2 separate regions of the Mus musculus genome follow, and region 1 is linked to region 2. The links are chromatin contacts, called in public Micro-C maps. All regions are on one chromosome and are shown on one strand. The core of a region is the stretch at or near the end of the contact, and the rest is flanking DNA. Distances in the headings are between cores, read along the strand shown.

Region 1 (6,660 bases), core at 973-3,472, 140 kb before region 2:
GAATGGGTGCTGGAGCATGCAGTGGCTGACAGGATATAACCAGCACCTCTCTTTCAGCCCATGGGTGGGAGTTGGGCCATCATGAGTTCTGTTTGAGACATAATAAATGTAAAACATCTTTGAAATAACCAAGCACAAGTATCAAATAATTCTTTGGTTATGAAACTATGAAACTAAAGGGAGAGTTTTGAGCTGGAAATGTAAGTTATGAATTATGCATGTGAGGAGAGGAAGCTGATCTTCCGGTTTGATGAGATTTCCTGGAGAAAGCATTGCCGCAGAGAGGGAAGGCTTTGGATTTCCTCCAGCACGTATTCACTTTCCTCTTCAGCACTATTACTGCTTAAAAAATTTTTGCTCATTTCTAAAGATGCGTTTTATGTATACAAGTGTTTTGCCTGCGTGTGTGTCTGTGCCCTTGGAATTCAGAGAGGGAGTCAAGTCCTCTAGACCTAGAGTTACGGATGGTTGTGGGTCACACTGTGGATGCTAGGAATAGAACCCAGGTCCTCCATAAGTAACCTTAACCATTGAGCCATCACCCTAGCCACATTATTATCACTATTTCTTAAGAGTGACATCTTCTTCTTCCGTTTGTGATGGGTTTGATGTGTGACTTATTTTGGCCAATGAGGTGTTAGACGTCACAAGAGCAAGAGCTTAAAATGAACTTCCAGTTTAGCCCTCTTTCTTTTAATTCTGAAAAACTCTTGAGTCTGACAGCCACTGAATTGTGGAAGAATGGCTAAATTTGACTCATTTCAAAGGCCGGGGTCAAGTCCAAGGAAACCTCATATATATCAGCCAAGTCTGACTCACATATAGACCAGTATAGGAGAAATGCTACCTTTTCTATGTTACAAATATGTCAAGATCTATTGTTCAGTGGCATTGTTGTAATTGCTGACTGATACAAGGCCTGGGATCTAGGAGCAAAGAAAGCAAGCCACAAGTTCTTATTGAATGCAATTTAAGTTCCCACTACACACAAATTATGAGCAGTATTTGTGTTTGGCCTGTAATTATGTTTGCTAAACCCAACATAACATCTTGGCCAAATGTTTGGGGTCGATATTTACATGTATGAACAAAGTTGAATTCAGGTATGGTTGTTTTCCTGGATGTCACATATATAGTCTTGCAATGGGGCTTCCCAGCATCGTGTCCTCAAATAATGAGATTTTAAAAGAACCCTGGAAGTAGTTTTTCCCAACATCACCAAGTGCACCCTTCCTTTTCCCTGAGTGTCTTTTCATTGCATGTTGTAAAGAAATGCTTAAGGAAATTGATGCTCTATTGAAATCCTGTGTGAATATTTTAGAGCATATTTTATTGTTGTTGTTAAAGCACATTTTGAGCGAACACATTTTAAAGTTTTAAAAGGGAGGTTATTAGAAGTGGCAGGCATGCCTGTCAGAGGAACGAAGACAATCCAAGTGGCTCTTTTGGCTACTAACATTTTCATAAGAGCCCTGATTAGTTATGAGGCAATTGTGAGACTTGATGAGTTACATTCCAAGAAAGAAAAATAGTTTCTCTCATTTAGCAGCTGTGGAATCTTGTGGTAATTACTGGAACATTCCTTTTCAGTAAACGTAAAGTTTGCTTTTGCTTTTTTTTTTTTTTAATAATGTCACAGTAAAATGCTTACTCTGGAGTACATATTTTAACTTGGTCTTATTTACAGCATTCTTCTTTGGTATAACTCCAAATTACAGCTCAGAAACTGGATTTACAGGTTTTTTGCCTCTAAATAGAAAGCAAAAACAACAACAACAACAACAACAACAAAAACAACAGGCTGCACTGACCATAGCTAACTGTCAGCTTTTGCTTATTATTTAAGATTTTTATTTTTCTCTGAAGGTACTGTCTTAATTTGTGTACCCATTAAAACTCCCTGTGTGTGCCTAAGTGCTGGCGCTCAGCATTTACAAGGGGCATGCTAAATTACACCTTGTCTCCTTTAACCACAGTGTGAAATTCTGAAGCATAAACAAGAGCAGAAAGAAGAGCAGCTTGAGAAACGGAGAAACAACAACGCTCCTCTCTCCCAGGGCCTTTCTCATCCCTGCCTACAGCTGTTGCCTCCAACCGCTCCCAGAGATCACTCGAACCTGGTCCTCCCTCCCAGCCCCCGGTCCTCCCTCCCAGCCCCCGCCCGCACCCTGCCTGAAAGGAAAGGGCACTGTCAGGTCTGAGAATAAAGCTGCCAAAATAACAAAACTTACTGGAGTGGATAATTTCTCACAGAAATTGACAGTCACTACAAACAAAACTCTGCCTTCCTTATCCTTTGTCCCACTCGGTCCTGGGGAAAACAACCCTACCCTCAGGAGAACCTTCGCCTTTTGGCCTAGAAGTAACGCAAATACCAGCAGCGCCTTCTTGGAATATTTTTCTAGCACCTCTCTTCTGTCTTTATCACCCAGCTCTGTGCATGCAGATGCACATCTTCTTGTCTCTTTATTTTGTTCAGGATTCAAAAACAAGTGTTTGTTTGCCTGAAAATTCCACATGGACATGGTTTAAAAAAAAAAATAAACGGTATAACTTTAAAATTTTCTTCTTCACCTCACCGTATGCCTAAATGCCTCCAGACTTCCCACTAGCAGAAGAGCGACAAGAACCGGAGGAGGGAGGGTACGGGGGAAGGAGGAGGGAGCGTGACAGAGCCGGTGGGTCATAGTATCATCTCATTTAATTTACGGAAAAAATATGCATCACACAAACACACTCTGTCCTTTATCCCCATGCCCTCCTCCTGAATAAAATCAAACAACAACATAACAACCAAATTTAGAAAAAAAAAAAAAAAAAAAAAAAAACACAGATACTCTGTTGCTCAGAAGGCCAAGAGAGTTACTTGCTGGAAAAAAAAAATCTTTCAAATTAAAGAGATTTAAAAGACATTTGCAGTCTAACCAAACAATGACAAACAGGGCTATCTAGCCAGGCACGGTCACTGCCATCTCAGATTTAGTCCAGTTTGATGGTAATTACTGGAGATGCTTTCAGTAAAAGGAAACAAGCCACCACCGTGTCCTCTTCACTTACTTCTGTTTATGATATCCTTATGATATCCTCTTTATTGATTATTTTACATGGTAAGTTCATCTGTTTGGGATGGCTTGTCGGGAGGGAAACATCTCTCAAGTCTTGGATTTCCTTAATTGGTAAGCCTTGTGGAATGCTTTTCTGAGGGCAGGAACTTCCTCCAGGAGTTCTTTTTCTTAGAATCTTAGGAGGGTCTCAACTTGGTAAACATTGATGCCGGCACAGTGTCTGAGCTCTCTTCTCTCCCATCAAACTGGCTCAGTATACCTTTTTTTTTTTTTTTTTTTTTTCTGAACTACTTGACTAATTTTCAAACAGATTGGAAAATGTGCTCGCTAAAGGGACAATGATTAACAAAATCTGTAAATTGACATTGTACTTGCTAATCAGTAGCTCAGAAGATACAGCTAAATCTACCGCTGATAGTCCAGGAAGTAAGCAAACTCACAGAATGACCTCTTTAGATCAAACTGTTTTCCAAATCTGTAGATGGTTTTCCTCCTTCCTTTTCCCACACTATTCTACTTTTAAAAACAAACAAAGAAAAAAAAATGAAACAAACCAAAACCAAAACCGAACACTCAAACAACAACCCCGAAACTGACGGACTCTACGAAAGGGAAATATATGCCCAGATTGATTTCTTCTTGAATTCTACATGTGAATCTTTAAAGTCTCTTCTCACTGTTTCCTGGGGTCTGCCCTGTTGGGGTGGTGTTCTGGCTTAGACCTGAAAACCACCTGCCCTGACTCAGTACCTCTAAAGCCATGTGGCTGATGTGTCCACACCTGAGTCTTGTCTTCTGTCAAATGGGGCTTCACAAAACATAGAACTATACAGTTTGAGGGTGTGGGGAGATGACTCAGGAAAGAGCTGGGTCACAAGGATTAGGACCTGAGTTCGAATCCTCCCCATTCACATAAAAGCTGGCCATTGCTAATCCCAGCATTTGTAGTTGGAGGAAGGAAGGGTGCAGAGACAGGAGGATTCCCTGGACTTTGCACGACAGCCAGTATAGTCAAATCTGTGAGCCCCAGGTTCACTAAAAGACTGTTTCAAAACAAAAAAAAAAAATAAAACAAAACAAAACAAAACAAAAGGTGGAGAATGATGAAAGACCCTCAATGTTAACCTTGGGTTTTCACACACTAAATACACTCAAGCTATACGGTAATGTTAATAGGGTCATTATGAAGACAGGATGGAAGAATCAAAGTCAGGATCTTACAGTTCCATCTTCCAATAAAGAAAAACTTAAAAAAAAAACCCACAAAATGTAGACTGTTCAGGTGTGTGTGTGTGTGTGTGTGTGTGTGTGTGTGTGTGTGTGTGTGTGTGTGTTTTAAGTCCTCAAACTAAAAGCAAATTGGCAAACATTGTGATCATGGCTGCTCCGACTTTATGTGACTTCTCTGGCAGTCTCTTCCATGTCAGCCGGGAAGCAACTGACAAGACTAGGTGTCTCCATGGCAGCTTGTTGTCTGTGGATGCTATCACTGGAATTCAGACTTGGAAAGAAAAAGGCTAAGAGGAGTTCTAGAGATCACAGAGCGATTAGACCAAATGCCCCGGGGAAAGTATGCATTTGCCACCGTGTTATTTGTTGTCTGGTACTAATATTATGACTAGTTTTTCTCCTTCATTTTTAAATTGGAGTTACTATATTATTACTTTAGGGACACAGAAATAGCTGTTTGCTGGCCTTGTTAATCTGAAACAAATGGAATCCCAAACCAAACTGAGACGATTGAGGTTGTCAATGACATTTCAGATGCTTTTGTCTAGAGTTAGGTCATTCCGTCACTGGCTTTCCTTAAAATGTTTGTATTCTCTTTACTGAGGGCCAAGTGCAAAGCAACAGAGGTTAATGGATTGTTTCAAAAGAATGTTTTGGGGGTTATTACAGGAGCCCTTGAAAGGTGTCCGGATTATTGTGGGGGTCAGGGGTTGTGAAGCCAAAGGGCACCTGAGACAAGGAACCGGAGTAAGCAGAGTTACAGAGGAAAGAGAAAGAGAGAGACATAGAAGAAACTAGAGACTTGGTAGTTGGAAAAGAAGCCCAGTCATGACAGTTTCTTTTCTTTTTTTTTTTAAAGGTTGATTTATTTATTACATGTAAGTACACTGTAGCTGTCTTCAGACACCCCAGAAAAGGGCATCAGACCTCATTACAGATGGCTGTGAGCCATCATGTGTTGCTGGGATTTGAACTTAGGACCTTTGCAAGAACAGTCAGTGCTTTTACCTGCTGAGCCATCTCCCCAGCTCATGACAGAGTTTCTAATGAACACGAGGGGTGTGGCAATATTTTCGGGTCTGCAAAGCAAAGTGGGAAGTGGAGGAAGGTTAAGGGTAGAGGGGGGCTTAGAGGCAAAACTGAAGGACAAATGTCTCCATACTCTGATGCTGAGGAAAATAAGGTTGGATGTGGGGATAAAAGCAGAGGTGTCATCGACTTCTACTTTTACATGAGGGTAAAATGTTGTTTATTTACTTAGAATCTTTGCATGGCAAGAAGGAAAAAGAAAAAGGAATTTTGTAATTAAATGCCTATTAGCTCCTATCTAGAAGGAATTAGCTTCAGGTTGCCTTTTCTTCTGTCTCTGTTGTGCAAGGGCTGCTTTGTGAGGGTGTCAGCTGGTGGAAACATTTTACTTTACAAAACTCTCTGTGCTTTAAACACTTGTGTACACACATGCCGGGGACATCCTTTATATCATCAAATATTTGATTTCCTGTGAGACTAACGTTTTTCATATTTTTATTTCTGCCTTTTGTTCAGTTGTCAGTTTGTCATTTGAAACTTTTTTTTTCTTTCTTTCTTTTTTTTTTTTTTTAAAGCGTACCTTCAAGCTAAAGGGAAAAAAAAAAAATCCAAGATCAAGAAACTCTGAGATCTGAGATGCTGTGATCTAGGATAGATGAGTAGGGGAAGCAGAGAAAAAATAACCACAGTAGAGAAAGAGTCATGGAAATACAGATGCTAACATTGGAAGGGGCTCTGGGTACAGCCAATACCATGGGGATCAGCCTGACATACAACTCCTCCCTGTGGGTACTCAGCCTCTATTCTACTTCTGGGGATAGGATGCTTAGTGCATCTTGAAGCTGTCCTTTCAATTAAAGCTTTAAAAATGACTTTATTTTATTTTAATTATATGTATGTGTGTGTTAAAGTATCTTTTATTTGCCTTATTTGTTTGTCATCTCTGAGGTTCACTTCCTGTGTCTGCTAACCTAGACCTAATCCTGGAAGCTTCTAGCCTCTGTACAATCTAATCCAGGCCTAGAATATTTCCAGCCTCTGAGACTTACTGCTGGATAAGTTCACCTTTCTTAGCTCTTTCTGAACTCCGGCCTCTCTCATAGCCCCTCTGACTGATCTGCTCTGCTTGGCCTCAAACTAACTAGCAATCTGTTCTAATCTTATGGCTACTCGTTCTCTGGTTCGTTTTGTCTTCACCTGTGGCTCTCTCTCTCTCTCTCTCTCTCTCTCTCTCTCTCTCTCTCTCTCTCTCTCTCCAACCTGTCTTCGTACAACTGCCCCAGTAAAATTCTCTGCCTGCCCCTCCTGCCCCCAGCCTCTCTCTCTGCTGCTTTCT
Region 2 (6,825 bases), core at 2,009-4,508:
CTATTTAGGCAATACTTGAGGCATCATCAGAAGAGCTGATAGCATCCAAGTCTACACATAGGTTAGAGCCTGAACAAATGGATGAATAGGCTGCTAAGGGCATAATAAATGTGGTGCAGTTAGAGACGGGAACAGAACTAGGTTCAAACAGCTTGACTATCTAAAAGCAGGTATCTTGACCTGTGAAATTCCATTTATTCTCTCTGCCTTCTTTCTCCTGGTGTGCAACCTTAGGGTACCAATGGTCCCTTTTACGTTTTCCTATTAAAGAAGACACTGGTTTTAATGTGCTTAGAAAAATATCTGGCATAAGTACTGTTTTCAGTTTCTCCCTTTCTTTCTTTCTTTCTTTCTTTCTTTCTTTCTTTCTTTCTTTCTTTCTTTCTTTCTTTCTTTCTTTTTTTTTTGAATTAGATTTTTTTATTTCCATTTTAAATGTTATCCCCTTTCCTAGTTTCCCCTCTGAAAACCCCCTATCCCCTCCCCTTCCCCCTGCTCCCCAACCCACCCACTCCCATTCATGGTCTTGACATTCCCCTATACTGGGGTTTAGAGCCTTCACAGGACCAAGGGCCTCTCCTCCCATTGATGACCGATGAGGCCGTCCTCTGCTACAAATATAGCTAGAGCCACCAGTTCCACCATGTGTTTTCTTTGATTGGTTGTATAGTTCCAAGGAGCTCTGAAGGTACTGGTTAGTTCATATTGATATTCTTTCTATGGAGCTTCAATCCCCTTCAGTTCCCTGGATATTTCTCTGGCTCCTTCATTGGGGACCTTGTGCTCCATCCAATGGATGACTGTGAGCATCCACTTCTGTATTTGCCAGGCACTGGCAGAGCCTTGCAGGAGACGGCTATATCAGGCCCCTGTCAGGAGGCTCTTGTTGGCATCTGCCTAGTATCTGGGTTTGGTGGTTGTTTATGGGGTGGATCCCCAAGTGGGGCAGTCTCTGCCTTCATGTTCTGCTCCGAACTTTGTCTCTGTAACTCCATCCATGGGTATTCTGTTCCCCATTCTAAGAAGGAATGCAGTATCCACACTTAAGTCTTCCTTCTTCTTGAGTTTCATGTGTTTTGCAAATTGTATCTTGGGTATTCTAAATTTCTGGGCTAATATCCCCTTATCAGTGAGTGCCTGGAAGATCCAGCAATACCTCTCCTGGGCATATACCCAGAAGATGTTCTAACTTGTAATAAGGACACATGCTCCACTATGTTCATAGCAGCCTTATTTATAATAGCCAGAAGCTGGAAAGAACCTAGATGTCCCTCAACAGAGGAATGGATACAGAAAATGTGGTCCATTTACACAATAGAGTACTACTCAGCTATTAAAAACAATGAATTCATGAAATTCTTAGGCAAATGGATGGGTCTGGAGGGCATCATCCTGAGTGAGGTAACCCAATCACAAAAGAACACACATGATATGCACTCACTGTTTTCAGTTTCTTAAATAAAGATATGAAGCTACTGCTTTTGACTAGGATTCTCCAAGTCTCTTGCTCTGACTGGCTCAGAAATACCTTAGCTATTACTTATCCTCAGAGGCTTCCTTCAGCCAACACTGTCAATCACTTGTTTGCATATCAATATGACCACAACTATCTGTTGTCTACAAGTGAGTTTCGTTCTCTCTGTGCTATAAACACTATTGTAAGAGGGAACCATATCTTACTCATAGGAGTATATAAACAGAGACTTAGGCATCTGACTCATGAAATGTTTGATGGATGGATACATACAGGAAGAATAATAGGAGCATAAGAGTATATAGCTATGATTTGGTTTTGTTTTCATTTTAGATTAAAAATCAAGACAACACATCTGTTTTACCAGGTTTTTGTTTGTTGGTTTGTTTTGTTTTTTGTTTTTGCAGGTTCTATGTGAAATCTTAGTCTTCTCAGTCACTTATAATGAAAGAAGTATGGGGATTTATCTAAAATTCAGATTTAAAAAATGCTAAATTTAGTTTGATTCATTACTCCTGGTAAGTATGTATCACACTCACCCAAGACACTGAAAACAGTATTTAATTCCACACACATTTACTGATAGTCCTTATAGGTAACATACTACGCAGAAAAAGAAACATTAATAAAATATGGATCCTGCCAAACAGGCACTTGATAGAGACACATAGAAAGGACCTTAAAATGTAGGCAGAATGTGAAACACGAAGAGATCAAGGGGAGATGAATTCTGCTTATTACCACATTTTTTGAAGTATTTATCTTTTGTAGCTTTTTTTTTTTTTCATTTGCATTTGCTATAAGGCCTGGAAACTTGAGTTCCATCTCTGGGACTCACGTGAAGGAAGGAGATCGCTAGCCAGCTCCAGGAAGATATCCTCTAACTTCCACAAGCCCACTGTGATATGATATAGTTGGTTTGAGCACATACACACACATTCACACAGTGAATAAACAAATTTGATAAACATTACAAAAATTTGTGCTTTGAAAATTGAAGCCCTAGCTTGTGTGTGTGTGTATATATGTGTGTGTATATATATATAAATACATATATAACATCTTTGCACAATTTTTACTTTCTATATTGCCATACTCACTATCACTATGTGGAAGAACATTTTTTGATTATATAGCTCACATGAAAATCAAAAGGTTATTTGAAAACAGCCCTAGTTTACAATTTTTGAATTCTATTTTCTTTCTTTTTTTTTTTTTGAAAATTTACTTTCTGTGTCTGTGCATGCACATTCTATGCCATGGGTATGAAGGTCAGAGGACAACTTGGGAGGGGGAGGGCTCAGTTTTTCATCCAGCATGTGACTCAGCATGTGACTCCTGAAGAATTGAATATACTCAGCTGTCAGGCTTAGCAGCAGGGCTCTTTGACTTGCTGAACCTAAGCTGCCCAAATTCTATTTTCTTTGAATGGGCCTAGATCAGTTTGCATAACATCAGATGCCAGGGTTCTGTGTATAGGTTATCAATGTTGTCATTGCAAGATTTCAGATCTTGAAAGGAATTCAGAGGTTTTTCTCATTATTCTTGTTTTATGAAATCAAGAGGCAAACAGACTTAATGAGGTTAGTCACTAGAACAATCACAAGAAAACCCTGCTGCCTTGATCCCGCTACTTGGCTGTCCAGCACAGCACAACCCCCTTTCCTCCCCTCCCCTCGGAACGTGATGCTTTTAGAATAATTTTAGACTCTAGGAAGTGCAATCCTGGGGAAGATATTTATAGCAAGCCTCTGGCTCATTGAGCATGCTCTTGTTTGGGATATTCCACTGCACACTCTGTTCTTGTCAGTAATAAATTATTCCCTGACAATTTAGTTGCCAAAGGGTTCCCAGCCTAGATGCTTTGCACATGTCTGTTTGAAAATGATCAGGTTAACCGGTTTTAATGATGCCTTTGTCCTTTACTTCCCTCCCAGCACGGAGAGAAGGAAGAATCAAGAGTTTCTGAAAGGGGGTGAATCTCACACAATGGAGCCCTATTTATATAACATTTAGTAATCCACTGAGTTTGATTTTTTTTTTTAGTTCCAGAAAAGATTTTACTCTTATTAATTAGAGGCAAGAAGTCAGAAAAAGAAGAAGAAGAAGAAGAAGAAGAAGAAGAAGAAGAAGAAGAAGAAGAAGAAGAAGAAGAAAGAGAGAGAGAGAGAGAGAGAGAGAGAGAGAGAGAGAGAGAGAGAGAAAGAGAGAAAGAAAGAAAAAGAAAGAAAGAAAGAAAGAAAGAAAGAAAGAAAGAAAGAAAGAAAGAAAGAAAGAAGGCATCTTATAGCCATTTACAAGTGATTGTGGGCTGTAACTTGAATTCAGTTATATGATCAACTGACTTAATGATATTTTTTTAACTTTCTAGTAGGTCAGGATACAAACTAAGGGGACATTCAAATGTTAGAAAAGCAAAACAAAACCAGGGCATGAATGAGGGTGGAGAGGGGAAAGGTGAAGGTGGCTAGCAAGTATTGTTTCGTGACTCATGTTTCTCAACTGAAAACTGAGATTTCTGGTCACATTAGGGTGAAAATGTTGATAGCAGCTGCAAACAGGAAGGTTTAAACATGCCCTTCCCTGGGTAGTATTTCCTTTGGTGTTCTCTGTTTCTATGGTATGTCTTAAAGCTCTGTAGTTTTACAATCAGCTGCAGCTTCCTCAAGTAGGAAGGAAGACTCTGTGTTCTGTGTTCTTCCTTCATTTACTGCCGTGTGGTTGTGACATCTGCCTGTCCTCGTTGACAGTGGATAATGCTGGAAAGACACCCCTACAGCAGGGTATGCTCAACAGTGATCACAGGATGGCTCAAAACTGACCTCTCTAAGGGGAGAGAGAATCCATGGTCTGATTAGCAAGGGGAAACCATGCTTGCCAGAATGATGGCTTAGTTTTCAGTTTACATTGTTAGTAATAGCAAGATAATGAAGAGTGTGCTCAGTTTTGAGATGTTTGAAGGCCTTGTTGGTTCAGGCAATTGACAAATTGTAATTTAAGAGATAATAATCCTGAATGGTGAAAAAGAGTTCAATATATTTGCAAACTAATGGACCGAAAGGAGAAATAGGGGAATTTTTTTCAATATGGATACTTTTAAAAAGGGTGGACAACCAATTTCTTAAATAAGACATTTTTTGAAGAACGTCTGTCTCACTGGGGATATGTTAGAAGGCTAAATATGTGTTCTAATTGAACGAGAGCTTTAATCCCTGGTGCTCCAAGTAGAAAGAAAAACAAAAGAACTCCATGTCTCTTTCTGTAGGAGTGTTCTCCCTTTAAATGCTTCTGTTATGATAAATAGAATAGAGAGGTATGAAAAGGCTATTAAAATAATCGCAGATGTTTGAGTCAGAAATTATGTGTTGGTTTAGACTGTCAGTGGGTGAGTCAATTGCTTTCATGTTAGGACTAATCAGCTGGACTAGAAAACTGGCTATCGATGACTTCAGGTAGCTGCATCAGATGTAAGTCCGTAAGCTTCACCACTGGAATCTATCCATGGAACATAGCAGTCATTTGAGCAGCAAACATTAGGCCCTGTGTTAACTGATACCCTGGGCTATCAGTTTGCCAGTATGCTGCACTGCAGAATTAGGCTCACAGACTGTGGCTAGATTGATGGAATAATAGAGATCAGCAGCCAGGGTGTCTCATCAAAGACAAAAATGGCCAACTCAAACAGATAGCTAGTAAATGTTTACCATGGACAGGATTCCTCTGCTAATCAACTGTTGTTGAACAACTACCTTCATGAAAAGATACTTAACCATTTTTTTTCTGACTCCTGAAATGTTTAAAATTAGATCCCACTGTCCTGCCCAAGCTTCCCTCCCTTGTTATTTGCAAAAATACAAGGCAAGAAATGGTCACCTCTCCATATTGGCATGCATGCGTGAATTGAGTAGATAGAATGAATGTGGTTTTAAGAACAAGTAATCTTGCAGGATGAAAAATGTGCAGACTCTGTCCAAAAGGGAAAGAGGAATTAGGAGACAGTAAAATCTTAAGATTTAAATATTTTTGGGATGCATTCAGTTATGGTTTTCTCTTTGTAAAAAGTACAAACTGGTTACAATATGGCAGAACAAGACAATTAACAAAATACCACATTTCTCAATGAACACTTGAAGTGCTAGATACAATTTCTTCTTCTCTTTGACTTCCATTCTTGATAACTTTTATTTCAATACAATGTTCATTTGAACTTTAACATTGTACTGGCATTGGATAGCAGTTCCTCTGTACCTATGTCCTGAAAAAAATAAAATTTCTAAATACATTTTACATTTATATAAATATTTACATTATTCATATAAATATATTATAAATATAATATGAATATAAATTTGCTTTTAGTAGTATTCTGTTATAGTAGTCTCTGTCATGCTTGAAGTGCCTGCTCTATGACTAGACTCCATCCTTTCCCCCTCTCAGTTTCTAATCCCCTATGGTTTAGGAAGCACATAGCTAACATTCTTCAAATTTTCTGAAAACTGGAGAAAAATGCCTTATGTAGTAAATATGCTTTACTGTCTGAATGTCAGGAAAACTATTTCTGTTGCCCAGAGGCCTTATTTACTTATGTAATGGAGGGACAAAAATTATTTGCTTTTAGATGACACCAGAGTCTTTTTATGGGGAATTCCTTGACAACTACATAACTCTGACACTAATATTCCAAGTGCTTAGACACCCTGGGGAGATTAAAATGAATGTAATCATAAGACTTTCCTCTAGCATGCATATATCCACACATCTGACGGTGTATTCTCAGACATGGTGGTAAAAGGAAAATTTGTCTGTGTAAAAAACATGAATGTTTAGAGGGGTGACACACATTTTGGAAGTGTGCATTGCATTTCTATATTGACTAGTATTATGATTTTTCATTTGTCTGTTTGTTTGTTTTGCTTATACATTTTAAAACAAGAGAGTAAAGAAAATTCAGTAGCAGAGAAAAATGATCTATACAAGAATTAAAGATAGCCAACTCGATGCAAGATAAAAGGGTCATTTTTTAAGATAATCAAAACCATCTCAAGAAATAGAGGCATCTTTGAAAGTTCTTCCTGAAATTTTTAATTTTTTTGATGTTCAATGACTTATATTTGAAATTTTTCTCTTGGAGAGAAATGGAAAATTCCCTCTGTGCAATTTTCAACATAACATCCACTCTTTTCTATAAGAAAAACTTTCACCCTAAAATTCTAGTTTCCTGATATGGAAGGCATATTACTATTGTATTTGCAACAAGCATTTCCACGCAGAAAGCTCCCGCAATAAGTCAGCAATGAGTGTTCACTGCATTTTAATATTAAGAGTTTGGGGCTGGAGAAATGGCTCAGTAG

Evidence for each region. A called contact is a pair of places that touch in the nucleus more often than the background predicts.
Region 1: a contact with region 2 is called in a Micro-C map of muscle stem cells, with 2.9 times the contacts expected there. The contact joins two enhancer-like sites. A contact is called at or near these places in 7 of 484 Hi-C or Micro-C datasets (the C2C12 cell line, brown adipocytes, epidermal suprabasal cells and 2 more).

Annotation. Positions count from the first base shown.
Region 1 is chr10:17,507,578-17,514,237 of GRCm38.p6, reverse strand. Gm32543 (a long non-coding RNA gene) reads left to right here. Exons shown (of 4, transcript XR_001779719.1): 4 at 1,977-2,158. Among named protein-coding and RNA genes, the nearest start is that of Gm32656, 150 kb to the left of the region's middle. Within about 2 kb of position 2,222, at least 40 of the 459 cell types and tissues checked have an H3K27ac peak or open chromatin away from gene starts, as enhancers often do. A contact at or near this core is called in muscle stem cells, where this site is marked.
Region 2 is chr10:17,363,619-17,370,443 of GRCm38.p6, reverse strand. No RefSeq gene overlaps it. Among named protein-coding and RNA genes, the nearest start is that of Gm20125, 270 kb to the right of the region's middle. Within about 2 kb of position 3,258, at least 56 of the 459 cell types and tissues checked have an H3K27ac peak or open chromatin away from gene starts, as enhancers often do. A contact at or near this core is called in muscle stem cells, where this site is marked.